2 separate regions of the Zea mays genome follow, and region 1 is linked to region 2. Evidence: chromatin contacts called from public Hi-C data. All regions are on one chromosome and are shown on one strand. Each heading gives the region's core, a stretch centred on a gene start, on an enhancer-like site or on the middle of the called end of the contact. The rest is flanking DNA. Distances are from core to core; before and after follow the strand shown. Region 1 holds the start of LOC103627244. Region 2 holds the start of LOC100283161.

What was found. Hi-C and Micro-C count contacts between places; a contact is called where the count stands out from the background.
Region 1: a contact with region 2 is called in a Hi-C map of tassel, with 3 times the contacts expected there. The contact joins the promoter of LOC103627244 here to the promoter of LOC100283161 in region 2. A contact is called at or near these places in 2 of 25 Hi-C or Micro-C datasets (ear and tassel).

Annotation. Positions count from the first base shown.
Region 1 is chr5:173,151,109-173,157,456 of Zm-B73-REFERENCE-NAM-5.0, forward strand. It overlaps LOC103627244, which reads left to right and starts at 3,771. Exons shown (of 1, transcript XM_008647534.4): 1 at 3,771-4,645. The coding sequence starts at 3,931. The coding sequence ends at 4,476. LOC100286335 (pectinesterase inhibitor domain containing protein) reads left to right here and starts at 1,482. Exons shown (of 1, transcript NM_001159222.1): 1 at 1,482-2,369. The coding sequence starts at 1,660. The coding sequence ends at 2,199. It overlaps LOC111188136 (a long non-coding RNA gene), which reads right to left and starts at 1,276. Exons shown (of 2, transcript NR_149752.1): 1 at 803-1,276; 2 at 1-670.
Region 2 is chr5:172,194,655-172,201,237 of Zm-B73-REFERENCE-NAM-5.0, forward strand. It overlaps LOC100283161, which reads right to left and starts at 5,145. Exons shown (of 1, transcript NM_001156063.2): 1 at 3,999-5,145. The coding sequence starts at 4,977. The coding sequence ends at 4,273. LOC100284064 reads left to right here. Exons shown (of 3, transcript NM_001398972.1): 1 at 1-20; 2 at 2,089-2,816; 3 at 2,941-3,448. The coding sequence ends at 3,237. It overlaps LOC109939966 (a long non-coding RNA gene), which reads right to left and starts at 344. Exons shown (of 2, transcript XR_002262440.3): 1 at 246-344.

The DNA.
Region 1 (6,348 bases), core at 2,521-5,020, 960 kb after region 2:
GTAGTCTCATACGGTATCAGTGTGCAAACAAATTAAGTTACAGTAGCTAGACCAGTTGAACGAGCCGAGCCGACCAGATAGATACAGGGTCGCAAACACGCCCTAACTGCGCTTGAAGAGTGACCTTTCAAGAACCGAACGTTCCCACATCTAGCTAGCAGGCAGCTTCACTTTCTCTCCCAGTGCCAGACAACGCTCCGGTGCTTGCTTCTGGTTGTAAAAATAGCGAAGCCCACGTACGGAAGGAGGGCCAACGGGATGGCACGCCCTTCAGCGTCGGCATGAATAATGGGACGTACTAATGGGCTGAAGCGGAAGCCGGCACGAGAAACCAAAACCCTCGACGGCCGGCCGGGGCAGGAAGAAATGGATGCAACGTCTACCAAACCTCTGATGTCACCGGCCATTGATGATGATGCGTCCGTATGAGATGATCCCAGTCGAATGTATGTAATGTATGACAAAATTAAACTAAAACACGTGCTTTGCTGCGCCATGAGCTGATGAGCATATGGCAGGGCAGAGAGTCAGAACGAGCTGTTGCCCGTCACCAGTCACCAGTAGTCACAATCGACCAGAATTCACCAATGCAAACTAATGCAGGGTGTGCCAGCGTCAGGCGACTTTTGCTGCGCGCGGCAGCAGAAGATAGCCCAGAAGGATTATGTGGCTGAAAACAGAAACCGTCAAGGGTCAGAGGTTGAAGTGATGGAGTAAACAAAAACGACAACTTTTTCTTTCAAACCAAACCAAAAAAGAAGAAGAAGAAGAAGAAGAAGAAGATGCAAACTTCTTTGCGTACCTTGTAACCGGTTGTTTCATTGAGCTTTGAAAAAGGATGCACGATATCAAGTTCACTTCCATCCAAATGCACGATATCAAGTTCGTTCCCACCGTACCAGCCACACTGCTGCTTCTGACACACTGATCCACGATACCAAATTCTCTGTTCTGCTCAAGTGGCTTAGCATAATTCTCACTAGATATTGGACCTTCCTTACGCCCGCGATAGGTAAATGGTTTCCCAGGGCCACGGGCGAGCAGCACTGAAGTACTTCTCCACAGATTGATCTGATGAATCTCCCCCCTCTTGCGCCTCAATCCCATGGTTCTCGGATCAAGACGGTGTGCGTGCATGAATCTACTGCGGTATTCGGACGAGAATGCAGATGCGTTGATCCTAGTTGCGGCTACTTACCTGGACTCGCGACGCTTCGCCTGCGTTGGATTCAGATGCGAGAGCAGGATTGGTCGATTGTTTCGGTGCTTTCGCTTCGATTGCAGACCCGCAGTTGCTTGGTCTCCTCATCCAAGCGTCGGGCAAGGCAACCGGAAAGAAGAGGGGTTCGCCCCTGCACCTGGGCTGGATCGTCCTTCAGCTTAAAGAAAATTATGGCCCAACCGAACCTTAATGGGCCAGAGGCACGGATAAGCATCGGCCGCGCTTTTTTTTAGTAGGCCCAAACGAACAGGACGGCCCCACGGGAGATCTAGATAACTCTGCTGGCATCGTAGGGATTCATCCTCACTCGGTCACTCCACAGTCCACACCACCAGGCACTCGGCTCAAGACAGCACCGCCAGCCACCAGCCACCAGCCACCGAGCTGTATCGCCGGAACAGCGCCGATTATCTAGCACTAGCAGAGGTACGAGACCAATGAGACCTTCCACGGCTGGCGCTCTGGCCGCCGCGGCCCTCGTCGCGACGCTCTTGCTGAGCGTCGGCGCCACCCCGGAGACGACGTGCGCGGCGGCGGCGGCCCGCGACCGGCGCGTGGACTACGGCTTCTGCGTGTCGAGGCTGAGCCACCACCACGACAGCCCCGACGCGGACACCTGGGGCCTGGCCAAGGTGGCCGCCGACGTGGGCGTCGCCACCGCCGGGGACGCCGTCTACGACATCAAGGCCCTGCTGGCCAAGCCGCCGCCCGACGCCCAGGCGCGGGCGGCGCTGGAGCAGTGCCAGAGGCTGTACGACGCGGCGGAGATGGCGTTCGCGGAGGCGTACGACGGGATCAACCGGCGCGACTACGCGGCGGGCAAGGGCAAGGCCGCGGAGGCGGCTGCCCTGGCCCGCCGGTGCGACGACGCCTTCGCGCGGGCCGCCGTGCGCCCGCCGCCGCAGGTCGCGCGGTGGGGCGAGGAGTCCTCGAAGATTGCGGTCGTCTGCACGGCCATCACCGACCTCATCGGCTGAGCGATGGGTACTACCGGTCAGGGCCAGCTGATGCGCTGGCTGCGTCGTCGTGATCCGCGGGCGTGTTGTCTTGTGATCCGTTGGTTACACGCCACGCCAGCCAGAGCCAGACAAAACGCGGACGAACTTGTGAATTGTTATGGTGGAATAAAAGCGTTTTATTTCTGCGCGCTGTTACTGTTCATCTCTTTGGAAAGCCTCGTCGTTCTGCTATTACTACTGCCAAGTGCGACCTGTATTATTCATCAAGCCCTGCTTATTTTTCCGCAAAGTTCCATAAACAAACAATGTGGAGACTGTTTTTGTTGACAGCCCTGTGTAAAGGCCGCTACTGCCAGCAGTTACTCACGCGTCAGGCCACCAGAATTGGAGGGGATGCCGCTGCGGGCGCGCCTGCGCACACTAGGGCCTGATTGGTGTCTCTCTTTGCTTGCATGAATACTCAATGATTAAAATCTATTAAGTAAAATATTTAATAAACACTAATTATGTAATAAAATTATTTAATAGACATCAATTACATGTAAAAATTATTTAACACACATTAATTACATGTAAAAATTATTTAACACACATTATCTGTTAATAGACACTAGTTATATGTTAAAATCAATTGGTAGACATTAGTTACATTTTAAAATCAATTAATAGACAATAATTACATGTTAGTATATACTAAATATATGTTAAAAGACACTAATTACATATTAAGAGACATTAATTATATTTATATGTTAATTGGAACTAATTAATACATTAATAGAAACTAAATACATGTTAAACTAAACTAATAGACACTAATATCTACTATATAAATCACCAGCTACATAAATTAAAATTATGTAAAACGAGTATTTGAATCTTGGTTGTTAGCTCCACATTCACACTCACCTAATCAATAGAATATATATATATATATATTGTGTCTTATTCAAACGACTACTCATACGATATATAGAACCCATTGCAATACACAAGTAACCCGTGGCAATACACAAGCAACATACGTGTTACATGTTGAGAGACACTAATTATATGTTAAATCAATTAATGGATACTAATTATATGTTAAAACATTTAATAGACACTAAATAAATATTAATAAACACTAATTATATGTCAATAAACATTAGTTATATATTGATGTTCCACGTTTTTTCAAAAAAACAGAACAATGGTAATTTTCCTTCTTTCTTTGTTCTCTGTGAGGAGCCAATGGTCATTATGCATTACGATCTTATTTGCTACAGAGATAAGTGTCCCTCTATGAAAAGTACTACGAATATTTATACTATTTTCTATGAAGTTAAATTTAAGATTTATTTGACTTCTCGAACACATGTTCACATCTGCGGCCCCGAAAAAACAGAAAGAAAATCCAAACTGGCAGAGAAGTGTGGGCATGCTCAATTGGATTTGGAAGCCTTCGGCTACTTGGTTTGCTATAAAGCGAGTCATTGATGGATTTATGGGCTGTATGTATGGAAAGAAAAGATCCAAACAGCCCATTCTATCGACAGGCTAAAACGGTACGATAGGGCCCACGAGTTGGGATCCACGGCTATATAAGGGGCAGAGGCGTCATCAAACGTGACTGCCCACACTTCAGTCTTGTCCGGTTGTCCCATCACAGCTAAAGCAAAACCACCACCCATCGAGCTGATCCTGATCATCACTCTTTTCCCGACACAAAGAGGGCACCAAGAATCCCCTCCATCGACGACGAAGGCGATGGCGCCGCTGCCGCAGGCCGTCCACCTCCTCCTCGCCTTCGCCCTCGCGCTTGGCTGCCTGGCGGGCGGCGCCACCGCGACGGTGGTGACGACGTGCAGGGCGGCGGCGGACAGCGACGCGCGCGTGGACTACGCGTTCTGCGTCGCCGAGCTGGGCATGCACCGCGAGAGCCCCGACGCCGACACCTGGGGCCTCGCCAAGGTGGCCGCGCTGACGGGCGTCAACAACGCCGACAACGCCGTGTACGACATCAAGGCCCTGCTCGCCAACAAGAGGCCCGACGGCCCGACGCGCGCGGCGCTGGAGAAGTGCGGGAGGCTGTACGGCTCCGTCGGGTTCGCGTTCGCCGAGGCGGACGACGAGATCAACAACCGCCGCTACGCCGCCGGGAAGGCCAAGGTCGCGGAGGCGGTGTCCCTCGCGCGCCAGTGCGACGACGCCCTCGCCGTGGCCGCCGCCGTCCCGTCGCCGCTGGCGCAGCACAGCTCCTACAACGTGCGGATCGCTGATATCTGCATCGCCATCACTAACCTCATCAAGTGAATACTATATATGGTACTGTACATTTACGGAAACACATGAGTACCAATACCATGGTGTGCGTCCAGTACGTGGTCGATCGAGTTGACAGGTGTGACACGACACGACTTCAAAGTTTGTACCTTTAGAAAACTTTGTATACAAATAATAATAAAGGAGTTCTGTTATTCTAGTGTGTCGAGTAAAGTTAACTCCGCTCTCCCCAATTATTTTGGCTGCACTACTGGCGCAAAAAAAAACTTCAGCAGAATTATTTTTCCTTAGATTTTTCTTTTTATTTTTTTCCAACTCTCCCTCAAACAAAGAGTCTGATTACATAGGTTTTATACAAATATAAGAAGATAGTTGTTGCCACATAAAAAAATTTTCCAATGTAGGAATTAAACAACACCAACAAATTCCTAGTATCAAAGAATTGTTGGAGAACATTTGGCGCAACAACATAGACAATCAAAGAATGGAGAAAAACGCTAGGCTGGCATGCAAACCCACTAAGCCCGTTCCACCACTCGGAACCTGCTAAGTTGGCTCGTTTGTTTGGTCCCGATCACTCGAGCTCGTGAAACCCGGCTTAGTCAAATTTCAAACCGGATTAGTCGGGTTTTCTATTGAGTTTGAACCAATTTGGTTCGAACCAATTTGTTTTTTGAATTGGTTTTAGATCTATCGTTGATGCGGGAAACTTAGATAACATGTTTTAGACTTATTTTTTACAGGGACATGTATATGAGGAACATGGCTGATTAGGATCCCAACTTATAATCATCAAAATACACAACACCTACATATTTTATCATACTTTAACTCTAACATGTTGTTTGTCACATCTCTTGATGAGATTTGATGGTGTTCTAGATATCCTTGTCGATCTTAGGACAACCTCTACATACTCCTCGTGATACATCTTCCCTAGAGGTATATGGGAGTCTAATAGACAAAAAATAGGCTCAACAATGGCCTAACCGCCCCCTGATCGGTTACATCGATCCACTATGTTCTTATTGCGATCAAGATTGTTTGCAACCTTGGATGTGCTAGCCTTTGCTAGCGTATGATTTGGGATTCATCTCGACTTCAACACACTTTTTGGCGACTTAGTGGAGAAGAAGAATATCTAATCCACCAACAACTTGTTGGATGATGGAAAGACCAACAGAAAGCAAGATCACAATGAGCACTTGAATCCCAAACATCATTCATCTTATGGCAATCGAAGAGCTTCCTAATGAGCTTCATTAGAAGATTTAGGCCAAACATGATGTTGGTCTAGGAGCTTTCCGTGAAAGTTGCACTAATGATCAGTGGGACAAGGTCACTCAATTCCATGAGCCTAATTTCGGTGACTCTATTGCTTCCACATTTTCTACACTGAAGGTAAATGATAAGGAAAATATGGTGATGATCCCTACCATGTCCATGCTAGCTATGCTAAGGGCATAAAATTAACAATTAATGATAATAATATTATGAGTACTGTTTAATACAATAATGTAACATTTTGATAGATTATATGGTAAGACTACCAATTATGTTGATGAACCAACCTCTAAGCAATCTAAATTTTGCACGCCATACAATTTTTATGACAATTAGGGTTTATATGCATGGATATTAAAGCCAAATTGGCCCCTATATCATTTAAAACCAATAAAGCCAATTTAGGTGGAAATAGCACATCTTTGCCGATAGTCACCATTGTCCAAAACTAGGTCATAACACATGAACCAATCATAGACCAACTGTGAGTCGAGCTTCGACAGTGTATAAAACGGTCCTTCCCAACTCGCCAAAGCCACAAAGTCAATTTTTATATGTTTAGTAATTCACATGTGGCTCCAGTTATCGATTAAACCCTAAACCTTGAATCGGTTTAGA
Region 2 (6,583 bases), core at 3,895-6,394:
GCCCAAGTCATCCGAATCCGGTACGCCTCTCTTTCCCCCTTCTTCTTCTCCTCCTTCTCCCATGCAGTGCTCGGTGTCTGTTCGGAGATTTTCTTCTCTCGTCGCCGTCGGTAGTAACAAATAACGTAAATAAAACACAACGCAATTAAACGAGAAAGGATTTGTCACCACAAGTAGGATCCTGTCGAACGCATGCATGCGTTGCATGATCGAGTGGCGGCGATCGGGTGAGTTTGGATACACACCTGAATCATGTCATGCCAGGCCCCGCTCCAGAGTCCAGCCGACCAGGCAGGCCCAGGCTCCACCTCCGCCCTCCGGGCCAATAGAATAGACACCGCATGCGACGCCGGCGTGAAGCCCCATGCTCATCCGTGACTCTTGGTTTCTTCTTGACCACGTCCACGTGGGTGTGTTAATAAACCAATGTTTCTGCCTTAAGTGCCCTGTGCCCATGTGACATTCTGTATATTATTATTATATACTATCCCGTCGGTTTCCAAAATAAGTGTCGCTGTAGCATTTATACCATACTTTCTATACGTTTAAATAACTTTATTATTATGAAACAGTACCGGTTAATGTTTTTATATACATATTTGATCAAAATTTGAACAGTTTATAAACGACAGCAGCACTTGTTTCATGTTCCTTATTTTAGAACAGGGTTCAACTATATTGCTTGACGGTATCATATCTCATGGACTTCTTGTCCTACCACTGTTACTACCGCTACGTTCGTCGTAGTCGTAGTGCCCAGTTTTTGGCCTTTTTTCCCAGTCTACACCAGGCTGCTTGTTTCCCGTGTGGAACGGTTCCGGTCCTTGTCTCGCTCTCGCAGTGAAGATGGCGAGGAAAGGAGAGAACACAAAACTTGCGCCAGAGATATTGCAACACCGTCATCTCTTTTTTAAAAAAAAGAAATGTCTCGTGTACTTCTTTTTAAAGAAAACTGATGTTTCCTAGTTACGGCTGCATGCGTGTACCTTGTGCAAATTAAAAAAAGCGCGAAACCGTAAAGACTCCTTTGGGAGGAAAAGATTGATAGAGCTAAAATCTTTTACTGCTCAAAACTAATTAGGGCTTGTTCGGTTATTTTCAATACACATGGATTGGATGAGATTGGAAAAAATTGTGAAGAAGTTTGACTTGTTTGGAATTCAAACACATCCAATCCCGCTCAATCCACATGGATTGAGAGCTAACCGAACAAGCCCTTATGGAGTGGTAAAGGATTTTAGCCCCCACTCAGTCCCCCCAAATTTATTATTTGCTCCAAGCCTTAAACAAACTGTTCACGAGATGAATCGAAACACGCCCTTATTTCCTCCTTACGCCAACCTTGGAACCTACTGAAAAGTTAGCGTTGTCGTTCTGACCAGCACAAGTCATGAAAAGTTTGCGTTACAAGCGTCACTCATGTGACTTATTTAGAGTGCCGATCTTTTGTTTTTATGCGCTCATGTCTTACATGTACGAGTCATATTCATGGGTCGTGTCCAGTGTCCTACGCTGCTGCGTGTGTCCTTTTACTCCAAGTACGGCAAAACGTAGATCAGGCATTGCGCCATATTTGCCCATTCGCGTGTCGTCATATAGATTTGGACTTGTGCACGATCGACCAATGAGCCTCCGATCTGATTTTGAGGTCGCGAAAGGGACACTTTCATTTCGTTCCGGCGTTCACGGTTCGTCTCTCCGCCTTGTAATCTGAGCAACCGGCCTGTTGCTTTCAGCCGCACTGGTTCGGCCCGCCAAGAGACGTCGGCGAGAGACGGCGACACTCTGCGTTGACTCCAGTTGTTGCTAAGGCATTCCGATAGCTAGCTATACTCCAGTTGCTTGCTCCAGCAGAGAATTATGTGCGCACCATAATACGGAGTACGTAGCAATCGAATACTCCACAAAATGCACACCAGATTTGACTTCTGCCAAATACTGTCGGATTTACTAATCGTGTTTCCTCCCGAACGAAAATGAAAAAAAGAACAAGTTGCATGCGGCGTGCATGTCATGTCATGTCAGCGATGGTTCCAAAGCGTAATAACACGACGCGGCGCAACTTGTTGCGGCCACACACACACACAGGCATCATGAAGAGGCTCCCGCGCCTGGCGCTCGTCTTCCTGGTGGCGCTGCTGTACCGGCAGCTGCAGGCCCCGGCTCCCAGGGTCCCCGGAACGCCCGGCGGCCCCCCGGTGACGTCGCCGAGGATCAGGCTCAAGGACGGCAGGCACCTCGCGTACCACGAGTCGGGCGTCCCCAGGGAGCAGGCCAGGTACAGGATCGTCTTCATGCACGGGTTCGACTCGTGCAGGTACGACGTGCTCCGGGTGTCGCCCGAGCTGGCCCGGGAGCTGGGCGTCTACCTGCTCTCCTTCGACCGGCCCGGGTACGGGGAGAGCGACCCGCACCCGGCTAGGACCGACAAGAGCGTCGCCCTGGACATCGAGCAGCTCGCCGACGCCATGGAGCTCGGCGACAGGTTCTACCTCGCCGGCTTCTCCATGGGCGGGGAGATCATGTGGAGCTGCCTCAAGTACATCCCGCACAGGCTTTCCGGCGTAGCCATCCTGGGCCCCGTGGGCAACTTCTGGTGGTCCGGGCTCCCCGCGAACGTGTCCCTGGAGGCCTGGAACGTGCAGGTGGCGCAGGACAAGTGGGCCGTGGGCGTGGCGCACCACGCTCCCTGGCTCACCTACTGGTGGAACACCCAGAAGCTGTTCCCGGCCTCCAGCGTCATCGCCTTCAACCCGGCCATCATGTCCCCGGCGGACATGGAACTCATCCCCAGCTTCGCCTACAGGACCCACGCCGTAAGCCCCGGCCCCATGCGTTTCGTTTTTACATTGTTGGCACGACGAGCATATGTGGCGCGCGCGAACGAAGGGACGACGACGGGCGCTCACCTTTTTGTGGCTTCTTCCTTCTTGCATGCAGTACCAGGCGCGGCAGCAGGGGGAGCACGAGAGCCTGCACCGCGACATGATGGTCGGCTTCGGCAAGTGGAGCTGGAGCCCGCTGGAGCTGGAGGACCCGTTCCCCGACGGCGACGGCAAGGTGCACCTGTGGCACGGCGCCGAGGACCTCATCGTGCCCGTGGGGCTGTCTAGGCACATCAGCAAGAGCCTGCCGTGGGTGCGCTACCACGAGCTGCCCACGGCCGGCCACCTCTTCCCCATGGCCGACGGGATGGCCGACGTCATCGTCAAGTCACTGCTGCTGGGCGACGAGTGACGATTGTCATCTCCCGTCGTCGTCGTCGAGTCGATCTCCCTCTCCCTCTTCCTCCCCCCCTGCTTTTTCCTGTGCGCGCGAGTCTTTTTGACTCTTTGTAGTGCAGTGAGAGAATGCTACGGACATGTCTTTGCGATCGTTACTCCTATTCCTATATAATATATGATATATAGATAAAGAAATATTAACGGGATGTTTAGTTTCTAAAGACTAATTTTTAGTGTCTTCATTTCATTTCATTTTTAAAAGGCCACTTGTAGGAAGTTATATGGACCCGGACTAGGCCACGAAGTGCAAAGTCATGGGCCAGGAGAGGAATTGAGGATGAGGCTAAAAAAAATCTTTAGACCCACTACTAATTCAGAGTACAATTAATTTGTAAGAGCATATCCAATCCTCAATACTTTTTTTAGAATAACAGAAAAAAATCATATCCAACCGTTTCTAATATGCGCTCCCAACTTATTCGTTTCTCCTAAAACCACAGCTGCGTGGGCACTAATGTAGTGTTTGGATGGATGGACGAGGAAGGACGAAGAGGGATGGGGTGAGATCATTCTAATTTGACTCATGTTTGGTTTGGAGACCCAGAGTTAGGGTTAAGAAATATTCTTCAAAAATTGTAGATGAGATCATCCCTCAAAAAATAAGGGACGGGGTCAACCCAGGGTTGGTCCTGTCCCATCCCACGTTGACACCGAACCAAACATACGCTAATACGCGTGATGGATCACTTCCCATGCGTAAACAAAATGATCATCCAGAGCAAATAAAGTCGGCCTGCTTTATTAACAATATATATAAACCCATAAACATCTCGTAGACACTTGAATGTGACACCTAACCCCACATGCCCATCCCATCTGTACGTACCGGCATTATCGGTCCATGATAACCACCGTCCACCGCCAAATAATTCATACAGACATTAACAAATGGAAGGAGATATATTCCAGAGATCACAAAGTCTGCTGCTCTTAATATAACTAATCAATTAATCATGTCCCCCTTGATCGCGAGTGCCTGATCTTCCGATCAATCGTCCATCTCCGCCGTCTTGGTCTTGGGAGGAGGCCCGAACCTCTTCTGGAGCCGGCGGAGCTCCTCCGGCTCGAGGCCGAACGCCCTCTCGAGGACGGCGTCCTTGATCCCGGACCCGAACACGGTCGCCGGGATGCGCACGATGCCGGGGTTCTCGCTGTTGAAGGTGCCGTACACCGTGGCCGGCTCGTCGCCGACGTTCATCTGGAAGTGCACCATGGCGCGCGGGAACACCATGACCTCCCCTTTCTCGAGCACCTTGGCGAAGACGCGGCCGCCCGAGTCGACGAATCCCGCGTAGACGCGGCCGGCCAGGACCAGCGCCGTCTCGGTGGCGCGCGGGTGGTAGTGCGGCGGGTTGACCCCGCCCGCCGCGGACAGGTCGGCGCGCGCGAAGGACACGCCGAGGGTGTGCAGCGCCGGGAACTGCGCGGGGGTCACCGACACCCCCGCGAACCCCGTGTCCGCGGAGAAGTTGCCCGCGGCGCGCACGCCCGCGAAGGCGAAGTCCGCCGCCGTCAGGTTGGCGGGGCTCCTGCACGGGTAGGACGGGAGCAGCGCTAGATCCACGGCCCGCCCGCGCCCGCGCCCGCCGCCCGTGTCCGGCACGCAGTAGTCCTGCACCGCGTCCGGGTCCGCCGTGGCCGCCGCCGGGAGCAGCGCGGCGAGCAGGAGGAGGAGCAGGTGGCGCGTGGCCATTGTTGGTTCCTAGTCTAAGCTAGCGTCGTCGGTCGCCTGCTGGGCTCACGGTTGGTGGACACAGCAGGTCTCACCCGTCGGTGCGGTGCGGTGCAGCGTGCGTGGTCACCGCTGTGGCAGCTGCAGCTGCAGCTTTGCCTGGGGCAGAGGGCGACTGGTCTCATTCATCTCTGCGCTGTGGAGTACTATCTATAAATATCCCTCGGTCCCAAAACAAAACACGTGTTGTTATAGTTTCTCAAGAAGCTAGTTGGTTTTTTAAACTATGATCATTTATATATAAGAAGTCAATATATATAATATGTAATTACTATCGTTAATAGATTGTTAAAATTATTTTATTATTTGAAATACAAATTCCATTAGTGTTTTCTATAAATTAAGTTAAAATTAAGAAAGTGCAATCGACATGAACACTAGCTTTTATGGCAGAGGGTAAACTACCATTTGCGACGCACTGTCCTACGCGTGCGTAATAAGTGTTAGGTTCGTTCCATAATTCATGGAATCCTTGCGACTGCATAGTTTATCCACGGCGCGTGCGCTGATGTGCAGATTTTGTTGTTGAGTGTCGGGCCTGTCGGCTTGGCATCTTTGACTGGAGACAATTCCTTGGGTCAGGAGGACGTCAGGTCACCAGTCTTCGCCCGTGTGGATTTTAGCTCGGCTTCCAGGAAATGCACGAGATATCCTCAGGGCTTGTTTGGAACAAAGGGTATAGGAGGGGATTGAGGGGGCTATAATCCCTTGTTATTTAATTTTGAATAGCAAGGGATTATAGCCCCCTCAATCCCTCCAATACTCTTGTTTCCAAACATGCCCTCACAAAAGAAGAACCGGAAATGAGCGATACAATTCATGTGGTCTTTTCGTGCCAGGAGAGAAGCATTGGGCGGGCCGGACAAGACTTGTTCGTGAACATTGGAGAGAGGGTTTCGATGATGACTTCATTTCTGGAGGTAATAATCATGCGTGAAAATGAAAATTTCTCCCAAAGAATGTTGGATTAATGTGATATAGACACCATTAATATTTAATAATAGTCAATGCTACCGTCGGCCGCCGCTGCCGCCGGCCGGACTGGGCCCGTAGCTCGTAGTAGATCGGACCTTAGTCCGAATATTCAAACGGTCGTGCGTTTTGTCTGTAGTGATGACCGTTCGTTTTCTGTCTTATGGCTACTACGATTTTTAGTTCTAATGGCGTGACCGTTACCGTCTGTTGTCCTTCTCCCCTCCTTCTGACTGCATATAAGAATCTAGGAGGAGTACGCTCTTCCGGTTAGACACACAACCTCTCAGACACATTGCAAATAGCATATCTCCGTCTCACCTTCTACGAGCACAACGATAGTGGGAGAGCAGGCCTCTGAAATCACCATTCACAGAGGTACACTTGCACGTGTATGCAGACGAACAAGTTTTTGAGGAGCGTACTCGTGACTGCTCGCTTCATCAACTCGACCAGCGCTGCTTTGTCTACATCTGATTCTTTATCGTTTGACGTCATTCGAGGGACTGCATTGTAGCTATATGAAACATACAAACGAGATTTCTCGTGTGGCACTGATACCTTAACTATCGGTCTCTTCGCACGGTATTATGTT